2 separate regions of the Mus musculus genome follow, and region 1 is linked to region 2. Evidence: chromatin contacts called from public HiChIP or PLAC-seq data. All regions are on one chromosome and are shown on one strand. Each heading gives the region's core, a stretch centred on a gene start, on an enhancer-like site or on the middle of the called end of the contact. The rest is flanking DNA. Distances are from core to core; before and after follow the strand shown. Region 1 overlaps Kif6 (kinesin family member 6). Region 2 overlaps Daam2 (dishevelled associated activator of morphogenesis 2).

What was found. HiChIP or PLAC-seq counts read pairs in DNA pulled down with a chosen protein or histone mark.
Region 1: a CTCF HiChIP or PLAC-seq map of the NIH/3T3 cell line shows a contact between it and region 2, with 8 read pairs. The contact joins two enhancer-like sites. A contact is called at or near these places in 2 of 15 datasets of contacts at CTCF or cohesin (both in the NIH/3T3 cell line) and 1 of 484 Hi-C or Micro-C datasets (embryonic fibroblasts).

Annotation. Positions count from the first base shown.
Region 1 is chr17:49,690,221-49,693,022 of GRCm38.p6, reverse strand. All of the region lies in intron 6 of Kif6 (kinesin family member 6), which reads right to left. Among named protein-coding and RNA genes, the nearest start is that of Kif6, 76 kb to the right of the region's middle. RefSeq lists an enhancer at 1,075-2,242. Within about 2 kb of position 1,427, at least 57 of the 459 cell types and tissues checked have an H3K27ac peak or open chromatin away from gene starts, as enhancers often do. A contact at or near this core is called in the NIH/3T3 cell line, where this site is marked.
Region 2 is chr17:49,476,258-49,479,198 of GRCm38.p6, reverse strand. It overlaps Daam2 (dishevelled associated activator of morphogenesis 2), which reads left to right. Exons shown (of 25, transcript NM_001379372.1): 15 at 2,644-2,751. Among named protein-coding and RNA genes, the nearest start is that of Gm41595, 34 kb to the right of the region's middle. Within about 2 kb of position 1,573, at least 27 of the 459 cell types and tissues checked have an H3K27ac peak or open chromatin away from gene starts, as enhancers often do. A contact at or near this core is called in the NIH/3T3 cell line, where this site is marked.

The sequences.
Region 1 (2,802 bases), core at 178-2,677, 210 kb before region 2:
ACTTCTGCCCGCCTGTCTGTTTCTGTCTCTCTCTCTCTCTCTCTCTCTCTCTCTCTCTCTCTCTCTCTCTCTCTCTCTCTCTCTTTCTCTCTCTGTGTGTGTGTGTGTGTGTGTATGTATGTGTATAGGCTTGTCTATGCAAATTAATGTAGATATCTTTGGAGCCCATAAGAAGGTACTGGGTTTACTGCAGTTGGAGTTAGAGACAGTTCTGAGACGCCTGACATGAACACTGAAATCTGAACTGGGCTCCTCTTAAAGTTCAGCAAGTTCTCTTAATCATTGAACTGTCCTTCCAGCCCCAAAGACCAACAATACAAAACAATAAAACATTGCCTAGTTATAGCAATACTCATCTCAGAATAAGGTACAACATACAAAACACATGAAATAAAGATTGATTTGCAAATACAAGAACAAAAAAAGAACTAAAAGACATATATAAAATAAGAATGTTTTTGCTTAATATATGACTGTTATTTCATCAGTACTGATTCCTTTAATAATTTTTTGTTTGATTTTTGTTTCTGTGTTTGTTTTCCAGAGACAAAGTCTCTCTGTATAACATGGCCGTGGGTCACCATTTGGGTGCTGGAAATTGAACTCAGGACCTCTGGAAGAGCGGGCAGTGCTCTTAACCACTGAGCCATCTTACTAGTTCAATTGTTTAAAACTGACTGACTACTATAGAGCAGGCTGTGTTTCTAGTTTCCATGGATATGGGCTCTGTAAACAAGATATGGTGTCAGCATGTCAGCCAGACATACCAGAATACTCCAAGAGAAAAACGGAAGAAAGTACCAAGGTTGAAGGATGTTCAGAGCTTAGTGACAGCAAGGATTGGGTAGATATGATAGCTCAAAGAGAAAAGGAGCTTGCCACCAAGCTCAAGGAGGAGAGTTGAGTCTCCGGGACCCACACAATGGAAGGAGAGAAATAATCTTTGTTAGTTGTCCTCTGACTTCCACAGACAACATACCACACCTACACACATACACCCAAAGTAAATAAAAATGTTCTGTGCAAATAAAAAAAAAAGAATTTAAAAAATTATAAAACATGGAAAACACAAATTGCAACAGGCTTTTCTTGTTTTCCCTCCAGCTGGCAGACCTTGGGAATGCTGGGGTATGACGGGCAGAGCCAGCATAGGCCTGCTCACATAACTCTTCTGACTCTTTTTAGCCACCAGGTGCAAACTCCTGCCCACCTCAGTGAAGCTATTTCAAGTCCACTAAGCCTCAGACTGCAGCTTGTAAGTGCTGCGGGATGCTGTGGTCCAGAGTGACCCTCTGCCTTGTGTGAGCAGAGGGTGCTGGAGAACAGGGGTGGGGCCCGTCCAGGAAAACACCAATAGACTTAGCAGGGGCGGAGGTGGTCTGACGAGAACATACAGCATGCCTTCTCCAAATACACTGGACTAGTTGACGGGAACAGCTCAACAAGGAGAGTCAGGAGGTATCAAGTCACACCAGCTATGAGTGGGTCCTCGGGGTGTGGTAACTCGTGGTTCAGTACGTGCAACATTCACACTCACTTGGGAAAAAAATTACCTACGGGACATAATCAAGTATTATTCAAAATAGTGGTAGGATTGCAGAACTTAATACTTCTGAATAAAGAAATGGCTTTAACAACTTTTCTGTAAAAGGCTGAATACCAAAGAAAAGCGTACTCCACCTTGTGTCCTACATATCTGGACTTTGTTTTGCAAATGTTTTCTGGTTTCCATGACAACCTCTAGAGTTGTCTGTGCAAAGGAAAACTCTCCTTCTCTCTCTCTCTCTCTCTCTCTCTCTCTCTCTCTCTCTCTCTCTCTCTCTCTCTCTCTCCCTCTCTCTCTCTCTCTCTGTCTCTCTCTCTCTTCCCTTCCCTCCGCCTCTCTCTTTTAAAGAAATGATTAGTGTGTTCTTTTTATCATGGAAAGCTCGTTCTGTGCTGACAAATTACATCTTGACAGTTAGCTCGTGATCCAAGACAGGCGTGTCAGCAGGCTGAATAATAAGGAATTTTCAGGAGCTGGCAATCTGCATTTATAGTTTTATGTATGAGTGGTTGCTTTCATTGAATTCAAGAGATAAACGAAAGTGCTAAATACTTGGAATACTTCTGAGATAATTCAGAAGTACATCCATGCTTGAAATAGCTGACAGATGTCAATGTGATGACTGTGGTACGAAGGGACATGAGCTGCTGAATCAGAAGGACAGGGCAGAGCCTGGCATCCACTCACTAAGCTGTGTGGGCTTCCGCAGGACACAGAGCCCGTTCAACCTGTCTCCCCCAATAAAGTCAGTGCTGGAAATTCTGCATGGGTAGGTGATAACAATGTGTGGGTGGCTAAGGGAGCTTGCTGCTAACACTTGTGACATGAGTTTGATTCCCAGAACGCACATGCTGTCTTCTGGCTTTCACATGTGTGTTTTGGCATGTGCACACATATGTACAAATGCATAAGCATAAATGAATGAAGCATAAATGAATGAATAAATAAATAAATAATAAATGTTATTCTTAAAGATGTATATAAAGTGCATTGAATGGCAAGGCTATGACCACTAGTTTTATCAAAGAAAAAAAAAAGAAGCAAACATGGGAGAAATGAACACACTAGGCAATATTGATTCAGGGACACACTAGGATTGGGCTGCTTTGGGTTTAAGGCCTTTAGGGGGTCATTAGTAGATAAATCCCCCAGTGGGCAATAGGAAAGACTTGGGTGTTTGTGAGGTGGAAAATGGCAGGTACATTTCACAAAGGCTTTCCTTAGAACTTTTCAAAATGGCCTAAAATTCTGTATGG
Region 2 (2,941 bases), core at 324-2,823:
GTGCATAAAGGTGCTTGCTGCTAAGCCTGGCAACCTGACTTGAACCCCTGGAGCCCAGAGGTAGACGGAGAGGACAGACTCCTGCAAGTTGACTTCTGACCTTGACACATATGTGTAGTGGCATGTGTGCCTCCCCCACAAAAAATATAAAAATAATTTTAATGGAATGTGAAGGACTAAGTAGATAACTCAAGTTGGGAAAAGTACTTGTCATGCAAGCCTGGGGACCTGAGCTCAATCCCTAGCACTCATGAAAAAGAAGAGGGGGAGGAGGAAGAACAACGGAAAGAGAAAGAAGAAAGAGAAGGCAAAGACGAAGGAGGAGAAGAGGAGGAGGAGGGGGGAGGGGGAGGAGGAGGAGGAGAAGGAGGAGGAGGAAGTATAAGTAGTAGTACTGGACATGATAGATTGGGCTTGATCCCAGCTCTGAAGAGGCAGAGGCAGGAGAATGCCCGAGGCTCTCTGTCCAGCCAGCCTAGCCTACCTGAGTTCCAGGACAGTGAGAGACACTGTCCTTATAAAGGCGAGCAGTTCCTGAGGAACACCACCTGCAGGTGACCTAATCTACACACTCGCCATACACACATACACGTGCAGACATGCCTCCGTATATGTGCATCCACACCCATGTACATGTATACATACCCCCATAAATATATTAAAATTTTAGGATGTGGCAGGGATTGAGAAAATAGAGTGGTGGGATGTTTCAGCCAGTGAAGAGCTTGTTGTGCAAGCCCAGAGACCTGGGTTCAGTCCCAGAAACTAATGTGAAGGGAGAGGGAGAGAACCGACTCTACAGAGTTGTCCTCTGACCGTCACAAGCACATGCTGTAGTGCACAAATGCCCTGTGAACACACATCATGCACATCACATACACACAACAACAAGAAAATACAGACAAGATCATCAATAGCTTCTATGATATTGTCATGTCCCAGGAACCTAGGCTAGAGATGACAAGAGTGTTGGAAAAATTAAATTGGAGCATTTAGGTGGATATACTAGGGAAATATGATGAAAGTTATGATGTGGTGATTATGAGAAAGGTCTGGGCCCTGGGATGCTTCCACGAAGGAATGAAAGGCTCGACAGATGTGGGAGACAAGCTGTATTTGGGAAGCAGTGAAGATTGGGGTGACTCATCTGCCATTTTGGATACCCAAGTGTTTGAGCCACTCTATCTTTGCTCTGACCTCCACAAGAATACAAAGGACTAGGAGCTTTAATCTCATGGGCCTCCCTACCCCAAACCCTGTATAGGAGACACTAGGTCCCTGGATTGCCCCATTGCTTCAGTTAGCTCTTCCCCCTGCCTTCCTGACTCAGTTCCTATCCCTTCCTCTATCTCTGCCTCAGACCTTCCTTTCCATGAGCCCAGTTTCTTTTTCTTTTTCTAGTCTCTTCCTCTATCCTACATGTGTGCTCCTGAATGCACTCGCACATGAGGACACACACACACACACACACACACACACACACACACACACACACAGTGGTTGTTTCCACCATGAAAAGAATCTGTCTGTGTTGGCTTTGGCCAGTTGCCTGTATCCCTTGCTGCTGTGAGCTTCCTAGCCCAGCATTCCACATGAGGGTCCCTGGCCCTCGGAAGGCCACAGGAATGTCTCCTCCCTCTTGACTCTGGCCTAGCCTCCCATTTTCAGAGTTTAAGAAAACAGAAGTGAGTGAAAGGTACACTCTCAACTCTGAGGAGGAGAGGTAGGAAGGCGTGTGAGGGAGGTTGCCTGCTGGCCTCTAGACAGATGCAAGTAGGTGACCGGGTGATTTTAGTCCCAAAGACTAATGTTCTAGATGAGAAGAGGATTCTTGGAGGTGGGGCTGCATAATGAGGAGTGCTCTTCTATTCTCTGTTTGCCCTCTGCACTCCCATCCTCTGGATCATCAACACATTGTTACATGATTACTAGTACAGTTTGGGCTTCTATTGACCCTAGCACAAGGGTCCTCCAAAAACAAACAAACAAACAAACAAGCAAATGGGATGGTACCTCAAAACTGAGAGCTGGAAACTGTAAACTTATAGGTCCATTGCAAACATTAAAGATGGAAATACCTTCCCTGGCTCTGACCGGCGGGAACTTGAGATAGGTTTTGCTGATCTGAGCAGAGTTACTACATGGGGCCAGCATGTCCCAGAGTTTGGCACATGTCCTCTTTCTGGGAACTGAGAAAAGTGGGAACAAGGTATTGGGAAAGAAAAGGACCATCTCAGATCCAGGAAATGTAGTCTATGCACAGGCCCAGACTATCCCACATACATGTGAGCTGCAATGCTTTCAGGGACTCTATAAGAGAACAGGCCTGCAGGGTGCTCTCAGAGTATTGCCTTTGGTCAAATAGGTGCCCCAACTCTCCAGCCCTTGCAGTGATTTCTCAGATACTTCGATGTGGCCTCACATGAAAGGGAGAGATGACAAAATGTCTTCTGTCTCTACCAAGAGTATTGTAGAAGAGGGATGTTGGAGAGGGGTGGTGTTATTGGACTCCTTTCTGGAAGTCTGAGACATTGGCCACTGAAACATGTGCCTTTGGGGATTAGTGATGTTAGGGAAATCTTGGTGGCTCTGTCACAGAAGAGCCAGGCCAACCACGATCCTTCTCCTTACTCTGAACCTCAGGAGCGTGTTTCTGGCACCGTGTGGAATGAAATTGATGACTCGCAGGTATTTCGGATTCTGGACCTGGAAGACTTTGAAAAAATGTTCTCGGCATATCAGAGGCACCAGGTAAGATTTGGACCCTCTGGTCTCTTAGATATTGACTTTCATATCTTGACTTGCACACATGTGTGCACAGGCGCACACACATTTGCATGTACACGCTCACACACATACACAGAGACACAGGTACACACACAGACACACAGACATACACACACACACACACAGACACACAGACACACAGACACACACAGAC